2 separate regions of the Mus musculus genome follow, and region 1 is linked to region 2. The links are chromatin contacts, called in public Hi-C maps. All regions are on one chromosome and are shown on one strand. Each heading gives the region's core, a stretch centred on a gene start, on an enhancer-like site or on the middle of the called end of the contact. The rest is flanking DNA. Distances are from core to core; before and after follow the strand shown.

What was found. A called contact is a pair of places that touch in the nucleus more often than the background predicts.
Region 1: a Hi-C map of muscle stem cells shows a contact between it and region 2, with 2.0 times the contacts expected there. The contact joins the promoter of Golim4 here to the enhancer-like site in region 2. A contact is called at or near these places in 3 of 484 Hi-C or Micro-C datasets (muscle stem cells, nephron progenitors and uterus), 1 of 115 datasets of contacts at active chromatin or transcription factors (embryonic stem cells) and 1 of 9 other capture datasets (liver).

What each region holds. Positions count from the first base shown.
Region 1 is chr3:75,952,979-75,959,375 of GRCm38.p6, reverse strand. Golim4 (golgi integral membrane protein 4) reads left to right here and starts at 2,427. Exons shown (of 16, transcript NM_001291069.1): 1 at 2,427-3,264. The coding sequence starts at 3,078.
Region 2 is chr3:75,858,309-75,864,576 of GRCm38.p6, reverse strand. No RefSeq gene overlaps it. Among named protein-coding and RNA genes, the nearest start is that of Golim4, 96 kb to the left of the region's middle. Within about 2 kb of position 4,311, at least 19 of the 459 cell types and tissues checked have an H3K27ac peak or open chromatin away from gene starts, as enhancers often do. A contact at or near this core is called in muscle stem cells, where this site is marked.

The DNA.
Region 1 (6,397 bases), core at 1,178-3,677, 97 kb before region 2:
TGGCATAGTCTCACAAGAGACAGCTATATCTGGGTCCTTTCAGCAAAATCTTGCTAGTATATGCAATGGTGTCAGCGTTTGGAAGCTGATTATCGGATGGAACCTTGGATATGGCAGGCTCTAGATGGTCCAACCTTTTGACACAGCTCCAAACTTTGTCTCTGTAACTCCTTCCATGGATGTTTTGTTCCCAATTCTAAGAAGGGGCAAAGTGTCCACACTTTGGTCTTCGTTCTTCTTGAGTTTCATGCGTTTAGCAAATTGTATCTTATATCTTGGGAATTTTAAGTTTCTGGGCTAATATCCACTTATCAGTGAGTATATATTGTGTGAGTTCCTTTGTGATTGGGTTACCTCACTCAGGATGATACCCTCCAGGTCCATCCATTTGCCTGTGTATTTTCTGAGTGGTCTTTCCATCCTCCCTGTTCTGTACATTTCCTGTGCGTGCGTGCACGCATGTGTGTGAGTGTGTGTGTGTACCCAGAATAATCACATATTCAAGTATAGACTAAGATTATTGCTGAAAAAATTCATTTCCTTAGAGAATTTTTACAGATATCTTGCCGTTTATGGGCATATTTAGTTCTGAGGAATTCTAAAGAAATCCCACTAATGTCTCCCAATTGCTATGAGTAAAACGGAAAGAGGAAACCTTAAATGATGGTAAATCCCACAAGACTGGAGACTATGGGAGCTACACCATCACCAGGAAGCAGACTTGAGCTGCTTTAGACCATTTTCCCTTTAAATTAAGCATTCTTTCTTTTCTCCGAGACTGAGGATTGAACTCAGTGTCTACAGTGTTCTAGGTAAATGTTGCAACAGTAAGGCATCATCCCTAGCCCTCGTTTGACTTTTGATTTGAGACAAGGTCTCTCTCAATTGCCCATTCTGATCCTGGAATCCTGTTGCCTCGATCTCCCCGGTATCTCTGATTACAGGTTGTCCTACCAGGTCTGGCATAGTTTCACACTTAGGTTACATGTTTAAACGGAGTCATGATTTGTTTTCTACAGAAGGAAAAGGTAGAAAGGATAAGATTCTGATAAAATTCTCCTTTAGTGAGGAAGTATCTTTTTACAAGACCTAGAAGAGACTACAAGTATTATGGTCATATTGGCCAAATTTAGATTCTTTGTTTCCAACTCGTAAATCGAATGTCCTGGCTAAGATTCAGTGTAAGAGCATTTGGAACCAACATAATGTGATTTTTATTAGCTAAGTGCATATACCACCAGTCTCACTTATTTTTTACAGTGAGAGAAATGCCCTGGTCTGCCTGTGTGGCTCTTGTTAACCTATGATTTCAGGACTGACCTAAAAACATTCAACACAGGAACTGTCTTGAAAATGAATCTGGTTTAAGCAGATCTCCTTCGTTTAAAGCACTCATTCCCCATAATTAATTGTGATGACTAAAACACGGGCAGGATATCACAAAAAAATATGTAGAATGCAATATGCAGAATGTAAAAGTGCCACTGCACAACTGATACTTTTCAGAAATAATTTATTTCTCTTAGAATTCAGGTCAAGAGGAGAAACAAATTTATCATTTATGCATAACCTCAATTCCACACACACCCTGATTATATTGAAGAAAGAAATGCACTGTGGATTTCTTTGAAGTGGTTTGGCGTTATTATGCCTGTCTAACTTTTTGTTAAACGTAGTGGGTTTTGCTGGCCTTGAAAATGTAATTTAAAAATGTAACTGATTTTTTTTTCTGCTACCATTAAGAGAAATACACACAGCAAGATGAATGCATACTCATTTCAGCCTGTAAGATTTGTTTTTAAAATTATTCCATTTGCAGCCAGAGGAAACATGAGATCATTTCTTTCCTTCTGCCAACAAAGTGCTTTCCCCACCCCATGTAGACAGTCAAGTGAGCTTCAGGGTCCCAGCTTACTTTCTACCATTTTTGCACATAGCCTAGTGCCTCTAATGGGACAAGACTCAGTAGGCAGTCCTTGAGAGAATGTGAGAAGAACAAAGTGTTCATAAGCTGAACTCATTATGTAGGGTAAGAAATGAGCAGGGCTAAGCAGAGTGCACCCACGGTTGCTTTGCGGTTGTTGGTGTGCATATAAGCACTGTACTCTTGCTCCACGTGCATTCCAAGTGCTGGGACATACATGCACACACATGCGCAATGATCACCAAGCCTCAGGCCAGGACAAGTCCCTAGCCCTCCCAACCAGGCTCCTCCACCCCTCCGCACCCATCCAGGCTCCACGTGGGCGCACCCAGGCGCCAGGCGGCCGCGCGGCCCACGGAGCTCAGAGCCTGCCCAGAGCTGAGAGGGTAGGCGCGGCCCGGGGCGGGACGGACAAAGCTGGCGTCCAATGGAGCCCAGCATTAGCTCCCCGAAAGGAGGGAGCGGTGGCTTGCGCGGGCCCAATGAGCGGGGAGCCCGAGTGGGACTTCCTCCCGGAATCCCGTTGGCCATGATAGCGGGGCCGTGGGTGACACGTAAGTTGGGTGGGAGGTGGCGGGCGGCTGGAGCTTCCAGATCAGTGACACCAGCCCACCACCCCCCTTAACCTGACCAGACCAACCAGTCCCCATCTCTTCATCAATACCGAGGGACCGTTCAAGGGGACGCCGCCTGGAGCCAGGTCCCTTTGTTGGGCGCGCGTCCCCTACCAGTGGTAGCGACAAAGTCCAGCAGCGGGAGCCGGCGCGAGGGGCGGGGACTGACGGTGGGGACAGCGAGGCCAAAAAGTGGGGAGTAGGGAAAACCAAGCCGGCTGCGCGCGGGGACCAGTAGCAAGGGCAGCGGGCTCTGAAGTATGCAAAGAGACTCCACGCGGGCCCAGCCACTCGCGGAAATCCGACATCGCAGAAGTTTGGTGGCTGCTGGCCGGGTGGCGTCGATGACCTGGCGCCCAGCCGGCCGCGGGGGCTGAGCGGCCGCCTCTTCCTCTCTGGTCCGGCTTTTGTGTCTCGCGTCTTCTGCTCATGCCGTGTCCAGCTACTTCTCGCGGTGGCCGTTGCTGAGCTGTCCGACGCAGCCGAGGACCGAGGACACGACGGCTCCCGCCGCCGCAGCGCGGGGCACAGGAGGGACTATGGGAAACGGGATGTGCTCCCGAAAGCAGAAGCGGATCTTCCAGACGCTGCTGCTTCTCACGGTGGTCTTCGGCTTCCTCTATGGCGCGATGCTCTACTTGGAACTGCAGACGCAGCTGCGCAAAGCTGAGGCAGTGGCGCTCAAGTACCAGCAGCACCAGGACTCTCTCTCTGCCCAGTTGCAAGGTACAGTTAAGGGGAAGCGCACCGCCAACTTCTCTCTGAGCTGGTGCTGGTGCTGGAAAAGTAGCTTGGTGGATAGTTAGTTGGCTTTGCAGGTACCACTCATTGACCTTCTGGCGCATCTGAGGGAGCGGCCGCGGGGATGTTGGCTTCTGAGCGTATGTGTGGGAGATAATATCCTGATTTTCCAGCTTCCTCCCAGGAGTTATCTTTGAAATCCACAGCACCAGCGCACGGTCCTGCCTGGCGTTTGGTGGGTACATACAACACCAAGTCTTTTACCCGAAGCACTTGTCAAAGGCCCAGCTGCAATCTAGGCAAACAGCCCTTCTGCTACATCTGCCAATCCTTTCCCAAGAGGCAAGCCTTGGTTTGTAGACATAAAGAATTATGCAGACATTTTCTAACCCGTGTTCTTTTTCAAGGGGGGAAAAAAGAGACTATATACACTAGTGACTCATGAACGGAACCTGCAAGCTTGTGTTGTGATTAGTGCTCTTGTTATTACGTTTGTTCATTTAGTAGTTAACTTGAGAAATGTTGGGAGTGATGGTAAAGTCCACACCACCACTTGACTGTAGGTTATCCTACAGATATTTGCTTTTAAAAGGCTTGTCTCCCTGGAGAAACCTTTATTTAGCTGATCTGTAGAACCCTGTGTGTGCATCTTCAGGAAGGCACACGCGTGTTTTAGAGTTAGCTGTGAGAAGTCTAAAAGAAGAAACATAAAATTTCCCTTTGCCAGCCACAGACGACTCAGCTTGGGCAAGGTGTTCGCAGCTCGTAGCCTTTCATTTTAAGAATCACACTGAGTTTCCACGGTCTAGATGATTCCCGAGTGAGTGCATGGAAACACTTTGTGGTTCCATTAAGGTCATACTCGTTGTATGCATTTTTATGAATGATTTGGCCTGTCTTGCTGGTTTGTTTTCACCACTCATGAAGCTCTCTCTCTCTCCAATACAAAGCAAGTGAGAAATAAAGTCCTACCTAAATGCTGACCATCCTTGCTGTGAATGCAAATATAGCTTATTGAATCATCCTGGGCAAAAATAAGCTGAAGGGGGTATTTCTGACAGTGGGTGTGTGTACAAATATAAAACAGATCCTTTGCTTTGACCGAGCTATGCAGAGCATTTTCTAGTAAGAGACTTAAGATGGGAGAAATGATATGCAATTATTTGCTTGGTCTGATTTGTTTGTCCCAACTTAAAAGAAAAGAAAGTATTTTTAGCATCTTGGTGCTGCATGGCTCCAGCCAATGAAAATATGTGGCTGGGCTTCCTTCAGAGGGAAAGCTTGTTTTTGATAGTTTTTATATTTAAAAGAAAAAGTTTAAAGTATGGAAATTTACCTATGAGTTGTTGGTATGAGAACGGTGGATACTTGCTTATTTATTTAGAAAATCATGCCTTCCACATGAGTTTTAGTGTGTGTGTGTGTGTGTGTGTTTGTGTGTGTGTGTGTGTGTGTGGTGAGATGGCCAATGTTTGTTTTTCACTCTCCACCTTATTTCTTGAGACAGGGTCACTTGATTCAAGCTTTGATCTCACTGATTCAGCTAGACTGTCTGGCCAGTGAGCTCCAAGGATATTCGGTTTTCACCCCCTACGGCCCAGCACCCAGATTCCAGGCACACACCACTACACCTGGGTTCTTACACTGGTCCTGGGGATCCAAACTGAGGTAGTCAAACTTGCATAGCAAGCAAGCACTTGCCTGGCTGAGCTGTTGAGCCATAGTGTACTGTGCCCCTGAAATGTTACTTAACTGTTGCCTTGGCCTTGCAACAGTTGCAATGATTGTGTAGGAAGAATTAGTTCACAAGCTGGCTAAAGTTTCTGCTTATTTAAACACACACACACACACATACACACACACACACACACATTCAGGCTTGCTTTTAGCAACATTAATGTCCACGTCTGTGTCTCTGTGCTGTTTAATAAGGAACAGTTTCTGAAAGCATGCAGCTCTTGTTTTTCCTTCCCTAGGACAGATGGTATTTTACCCTGTGATGCCACACACACCACCATCATAGATGAGCTTTCAGAGTGTCTGATTTCATTCTTTTTTTTCCCCCCATTATTTATTTACTTGTTTGTTTTTGATGTGTATGTCTACATGTGAGTGTTCATGAGTGCAGAACTCGTAGACTAATGTCATCTGTCTCTTCCCATTTGTTCTTTCTCCACCTTTACATTTTGAGATGGCATCTTCCACTGAACCTGAGCCGGTTATTGATTTAGCTAGGCTGGCTGGCTTTGGGTATCTGCGGGTCTCTCCGCCACAGCCATAGGGTTAGAGAGAAAAGTGTAGGTCTGCAGGCCGCACTTTACTGCCTGCACCATCTCCTGAAACTCTCCCTCCCTCCCTCCTGTCTCTCTGTCCCTCTCACCTTTGTTTAAGCCTTGCTTAGGTAAATGAGATAGATCTCTTAACATGACTTGGATAAAGGTCAGCGTTAATTTTGAGTGGCCTTCTTTTAAAACATGACTCTTGGAAAAGTTGAAGTAACAGTGTCTGTGTCAAGTGGTACGCAGGTGTTAAGAGAGCATAGTTAAGCTATCTTCATTACTCCAGGGTCCTTTGAATGGAGGTTACTCTTTTTGTAAAGTAGTCTCATAATTGGAGTTGGAGAATGACATGGAAAGGATCAGAGACCAAATGACCTTCTCCACAAAAATTCCATGACAATATCTTCTGCATCTATTTGTCTATCTATATAGCTATATACCTTATCTATCTATCAAATAGCTAGCTAGCTATCAACTATCTATTATCTATCTATCAATCATCTATCATCTATCTTCTATTAATAATCTATGTGTCATCTATGTATCTATCAATAATCTATATATCTAGCTCCCAGCCCAGAACCTTAAATATACCAAAGACTAGCGTGGAGATCGCATACGGCTGGCAGAAGGTGTACCAACCTTTGTCCAGAGCAGTGTTTATTTAACATTTGAACGTTTTCTCTTGCTGCTTTCAAGGGAGCCACATGCCTCCTGTTCTGCAAGCAGTCTGCCTCTGGCTAGACTCCCCATTTGGAGCACCTTGCAACTCCCATATCAATTAAATCCCATCTGTGGGGGTGGAACCCAGGCTTCAACCAACAATCTTTACTGCTCCC
Region 2 (6,268 bases), core at 3,062-5,561:
TACTGATGACTATGTTATTGTATCTGCTTTGACTGCTTCTTGTTCCAGAAAAGAAAGAAAGGCATATAAATTTGGAGAGAGCTGACCATGAGACCAGTGCTCATCAAAAGTGCTGAGATACATGACTACAAAGAGAAGGAGACTGTGCCATTCTGCCACCTACTGGGCACGAATCACTGAAGAAACTGGTAAATTTTCTCTGGAAAAATGCCATGGCTCTGTCTGTATCTATCTCAGAAGACTGTTTAAAGGACCTAAATCACATGTGTATAAAGTGCTCCAAGTGGTGCATACATGTGTGAAATTTCATATAAACGTTCAAAACCTTTTTTAAAAAAAATGTTAAGAAAAGACAAATTTTGTAAAAATTTTCTGCACAGCAAAAGAAAGGAGCAGCCCACTCTGTGAAAGAAAATCTTCACTGTCTTTTCAGGGGTAATATTCAGAATACACAAAGAACTGCAAAATGGAAACACACACACACACACACACACACACACACACACACACACACTTGCCAAACAACACATAAACTAAAGAAGTGAATAGATTCTTCTCAGAGAAGCAATGCAAATGGCCAATGTACATGAGCAACATGCTTTGTCATTGGGGAAATGCAATTTAAAGTTACTTTGGGATGCACCTCACCCAGTCCTTATGGTATCACAATAAATGCAGGTGAGGACCTTTTTCACAATTGTGGGGAATGAAAACAAGCAGAGCCATCATGGAAATCAGTTTGGGGGTTCATCAAAAACTGAAAGAACTTCCTGTGACCCAGCTATACTGTTCCTGGGCATATATTAGTAATCCCACTGTTTGGGAATAAGATCACTATGTCAACTTTGAGACAAATTTGCAGCAAGCTTTAATTAAATACTGGCTAAAATGATGAACTCTGGACAAGTCTATTCTGGGGTTCCAAGAAAATGGCATTGAGTCCCATTTTGCGGAGGGTTACAAAGGCAAGCCCACTTGGTCCAACCAGGGGCAAGCATACATACATTCTGATGTACTTTTTGCCTGCATACCTCCTGTCTATGTTCAATCAGGGGTCAGCATACATCTGGACATATTTCCTGCCTACAAACCACCCACCTACATCTGAACAAGCACACGAGGTGCAGTTGGGTCATACAAACTTGTTTAGAGGAGTGGAACATGTGGCTTGTTATCGTACATAGACAGTAGCCTCCAGCATTTCAGAGAGTGTCTGTCCTTGTGCAAGGGGCTTACAGGTTAGAGGCATTGTTTGTTCTATGAACCTCTTAGGAAGAGGAATCGAAATTTAAAACATAATTTTGGCTGTCACATTATCCAAACAAACCCACATCCATGTTTCTTGTTGTACTTTTCAGGATAGTGAGGAAAGTGGCCTAAACAGGTGAATGGATGAAGAAAAGGGGGTGCATGTACATAATAAAATTTTATTTCACTGAAAGGGGAAGCATCATGTTATTTGTAGGGAAAAATGCATGGATTTTAAAAGTATATTAAGTGAGGTGACCAAAGGTCAGAGTCAAAAACCATATTCTCTTTCACAAATGAGTCTGAGTTTGTAATATTGTGTATATAGAAATTGTACGTAAATGGATATAAAACCTAAAGTACAAAGAGACGAAGAGGAGCGAGGTAATTAGGTGATAAGGGAGGATGGGGTGGACCAAAGGACATGTGCAGCAGAGACTTGAAGTGGATTAGGGGTAGCAGGGATGGAGGAGATAGGGAAAGGAGAGCCTATTAAAACATACTTTGTTTAAAAATGTAGCAGTGACTGCGAGCATCCACCTCTGTATTTGTCAGGCTCTGGCAGAGTTTTTCAGGAGACAGCCATATCAGGCTCCTGTCAGCAAGCACTTCCTGGCATCTGCAATAGTGGACTGAGCATGGGGTCCCAGGTGGAAAAGTTGGAGAAGGGACTAAAGGAGCTGGGAAACGGGTTTCCACCCCATTGGGGGAACAGCAGTGTCAATTGGTCAGACCCCTGGCAGCTCCCTGCAACTGGACCACCAACCAAATAATATACATAAATGGCCTTAGGGTACTCAATTCCCCAGTGTACGGGAAAGCCAGGGCTGGAAGACTGGAGTGGGTGGATGAGTGGAGGAGCACCCTCATAGAGGCAGGGGAAGAGGGATAGGATAGGGAGTTTCCGGAGGGGAGACCTGGACAGGGGATAACATTTGAAATGTAAATAAAGAAAATATCCAATGAAAGGAAAAAACTGAAAAAAAAAATGCAGTAATGGTAGAGCTTGTGTGTGTGTGTGTGTGTGTGTGTGTGTGTACACTAGGGGTGGGGAGAATCCACCGTCGTCGTCGTCGTCGTCGTCGTCGTCGTCGTCGTCATCATCATCATCAACAACCGCAACAACAGGATCTCTCAACAACAGCAACAGAAGGGAAAGGAAAGGCAACAAGCGCCTGCAACGAGTGCCTGTGATTGTTTAGTGATGATGCTAACATGGAAAAGACTGGGAAGTTCTTGACCTCATGTTGATTTTCATGTGGCTTCTGGCGAACACTAAGTAGCTTGGTAGTTACAAATGTTTTGTAAACTGCAATTGATTTTTCTTTTCTTTTTACAGAAGACTTTTTAAAAAAATAAAATATGTTTTTGTTTTGTATCTGGGTTTTCCTGCGTATGTCTATGTACCCTGTGCCTGTAGTGCCGCCAGAGGCCAGAAGAGGGCACCAGATCCGTTGGAACTGGAGGTTCAGTAGGTTGTAAGCTGCCTTGTGAGGGCTGCACCCTGAAATTAGGTCCTCTACAAGAGCCATAAGGGCTTCTAAGCACTGAGGCATATTCTGGTTTTCTTATTGGCAGGGCTCTTGGACCAATATAAATTTAGTGAGTAGTTTTTTCTCAGGTAGTATACTGATATATTTTTGTTGTTTTTGTCTTTTGTTTTAAAGTTAATCAAATTTAGCAAGTAGAGATAGAAGGAAGGATCACAAGTTTAAAGCATGCTTGTCCTGCTTAGCCTGAGTTCATCGGTGTGTTCTAGGAAAGCTTGGACTCCAAAGAAAGATCCTATTTCAACAAAAGCAGAAATAATATGCACACAGTAAATACTTTAAGTGTATTATAATATTGATGGAGTTTTGACATGTGCGGGTTTGCTCAGTTCTGTACATGAAGTCCTGTGATATTTACTGGTCATAAAAACCGTCCGATTTTTTTTTCATCTTAGAACTCATCCAAAATGATACTGTCCCAGGTAAAATGTGACAGTTATCTTGAGCACACCTCAGTTATAGTTTTCTGTTTCTAAAGATAACCCTTTGTTAACTGTTGATCTTTCAGGCCACCTGTACTTCCTGGACCATCTGCAGCAACAGACAGAAGTACACTAGCCAGAGCTGGTGAGTGGCCTTCATCGTATTTCTCTAACCTAGACAGAGCTAGGTCCTCACAACGGACCTAGGGTGAGGGCGGGTGATCAGAAGTGTCCTGTGGCTCTGAATCCATCACTCAGTGCTGGTCAGCCCTCTGCTGTTCATGTTGACCAGTAGTGTGTGGGTGATGGAGAGGGAGGACTGAGTAAACTTGGGTAACCGCCAAAGGAAAGGAAGACGCGTGGGAATCCGGCTGCCACAGAGGGCGGCTGTAATCCAGCCAGTCTGTTTGTTGTGGTGCAGCTGTCCTGAGGGCGGGGGTTCTACCCTTCACTACAGCGAGACGGACCAGATGTTCCTTAACTCCAATTCAACAGTGTCCTCAGCCGGGGTAAGGCTGCACACTCACATTCCTTCCCCACGTGCCTCAATGTGTCTCAATTTTCTTCTATCACATCTGCTATCTGAAAGTGAGTCTTATAGTCACCGCCAAAAGGATGTCAATAAATTCTCATAAAATTAGAGTAATGGATGATATTATCCTTAAGTACTAATTAGGAAAGCTATAAACAGCACGTCTTTCGGCAGGTTGGAGAGTGCTGTGGGAGGAAGGGTTTCCCGGGTGAAGTAAGGTTGCAAAATGGTAGTTTAAACTGTGTTTAAATTATTGGGGTAAGCAAGTTACTAGGGGTGTGTCTGAAGATACTTGTGGGAGACATGGGAGACATACTGATACTTATGCCAGAATAGAGATAAAAACATGAGATTTCACGATTTCTTCTGGTTGTATTCACAATATTTTGCATTGCTGTGACCTAATATCTGGTAAGACGAAATTTAAATGGAGCAGATTTTCTCTGGCTTAGGGTATAGTAGATGCTTTCCATATGCCAGCAGGCATGACAGTGGCTAGTTAGTCAAAGATGAGAGGGGAAGTGGGAAGTGGAGTGTGGCCATGAAATCTCCCTGCCAGCCCCAGTCATCCACTTCTTCCAGTAAGATTCTACCACAGTCAACAACATCAGCTGGGTACCAAGTGTTCAGACATGCGAGAGCTGACGTAGCTATAATAAAAGAGGCCACAGTTGTGTTAAAGATTCTACAAGGTGGATTGACTAACTGGACTTCTGTCACTATGGAGGGTTGGAATGTCGCAGACCTAGTGTCAAGTTTTTGTCTTGAGTTATAGCTAACCCTTTACCCACTCATTGACTATGTGTCTCTGCCATAATATCCTTGTGATTATACTCTGGGGTACACCAACTTTGCATGTACTAATGTAAAAACACTACTAGCTTCTTCCAACCCCAAGAAGACCACATTGCATAGCACCTGAGTTCTACAGCAGAGATTTCCTCACTTGAATATCACCCAACTAATGTTTCCACCAGAAGTATTTGAAAACTGTCTTGATTTGTGACTCTCATTTCTTCTGTATGTACAAAAACTTTACAAGCCTGTTAGCAATTTGGAAGATGGAATTTGAGGTGACTTGTATTCCAGGACACAGTCATACATACTGGCTCCTGAATGAAACATCCCTTCCTCCCACTCGAGTAAGACCTGCTTTGTGGATGGATTAATTTATTACATATCCAGTTTAGTGTATATATCCTCTTAGAATCTCTTAAATTCTTGCTTGACAAAGAAATTGGAGAGAATTTTCCCATAATATGTTTGTGACATGGTCAGGGGTCTGGGTTGAATTGAGTATACACTGCTTTAAAATATGTGCCTAGACTGCATGGCTCTGGATGTGTATGCTTGGCTCAAATGTGAAAAGAAACTTCATAAAAACTGAAGGCAGAATTATTATTTCTTTAGAAATTTAAACATCTGTGGCTGACGTTGAGTTCCCTATTGAGGAGTGTAATTCAGTGATATAAAGCCTTGGGAGTAAAGGCATTTTTAGGATGGTTTGTGTCATTAACATTTTTAATAATTATGACATACTCAAAGAGGAAATTAAGTTTACTCCTAAAGATTTTAAAACAATGGGCCTGCTTTGCCTCCATTTTCTTCATAGCAATTTTTGATTCTAAGCAACTTAAATGATTGTTTCGGGAAAGTGCTTTATCGGCTGCTCTCTCCATGTATGGACATACGACCATCTAGGTCCAGATGTCTGGCTGTGGAAACTGCCCCCTTCTAATTCTACTAAGTGCTTTCAACTTTACAGAATGAGAATGTGAGCTTAATAGCTCTCTTCACCCTCAAGGAAAAAATGTTTTTTAGCACATTAGAGATGTTGAGATGAATTTCCTGGGAAGATAAAGAACAAAATTGACCCTAGTTCTCAAGCTGTTATTATCTAGTAGATAATAGGTCATTATTTCTCAGCCTGTTTCAATCTTTTTCCAAAGGGCCCGGATTCACTAATTAAAACTTCTCAGGGGGGGAGAGGACAGAGTCCTGACTTAATGAAATCATGAATAAAAGAGGACACTAGCTCACAGAGAACCAACAATCTTTCAAATGCTGCAGTGCTGTGAACAGACGGTTGTTTGCTCTGTTTATGGTGCTGAAATAAACCAACAGGGAGGTCCAGAGTGGTAGGGCTGAGAGGATGTGAAACAGTGCTCAGGGTGGGAGTGGAAGAGACAGGAGAAGATCAGCCCACCTTAGGATAGCAGCTGAGGCCTGGTGTGTGCTTACAGGTGGCTCACTATCCTAGAGAATTTGCTAAGACAGTTATCAGCACACAGTGATTAGTCCCTCCATGGTATTCTGCTAATACTAATACATTGATTTGGAAACTTTATCTGAATATGGAGAGAAGTATGGACTACAGTAGTTTATTTTCTTACATAATAAAACTGTGAAGAAAAGCTGTGCAGCTGCATCTCTGTCCCCCTATGCCAACCATCACAATTAAGATTTGTTCCAGTTTCACACCATTGTACTTTGTTTACTGTCCTCACTGACCAACG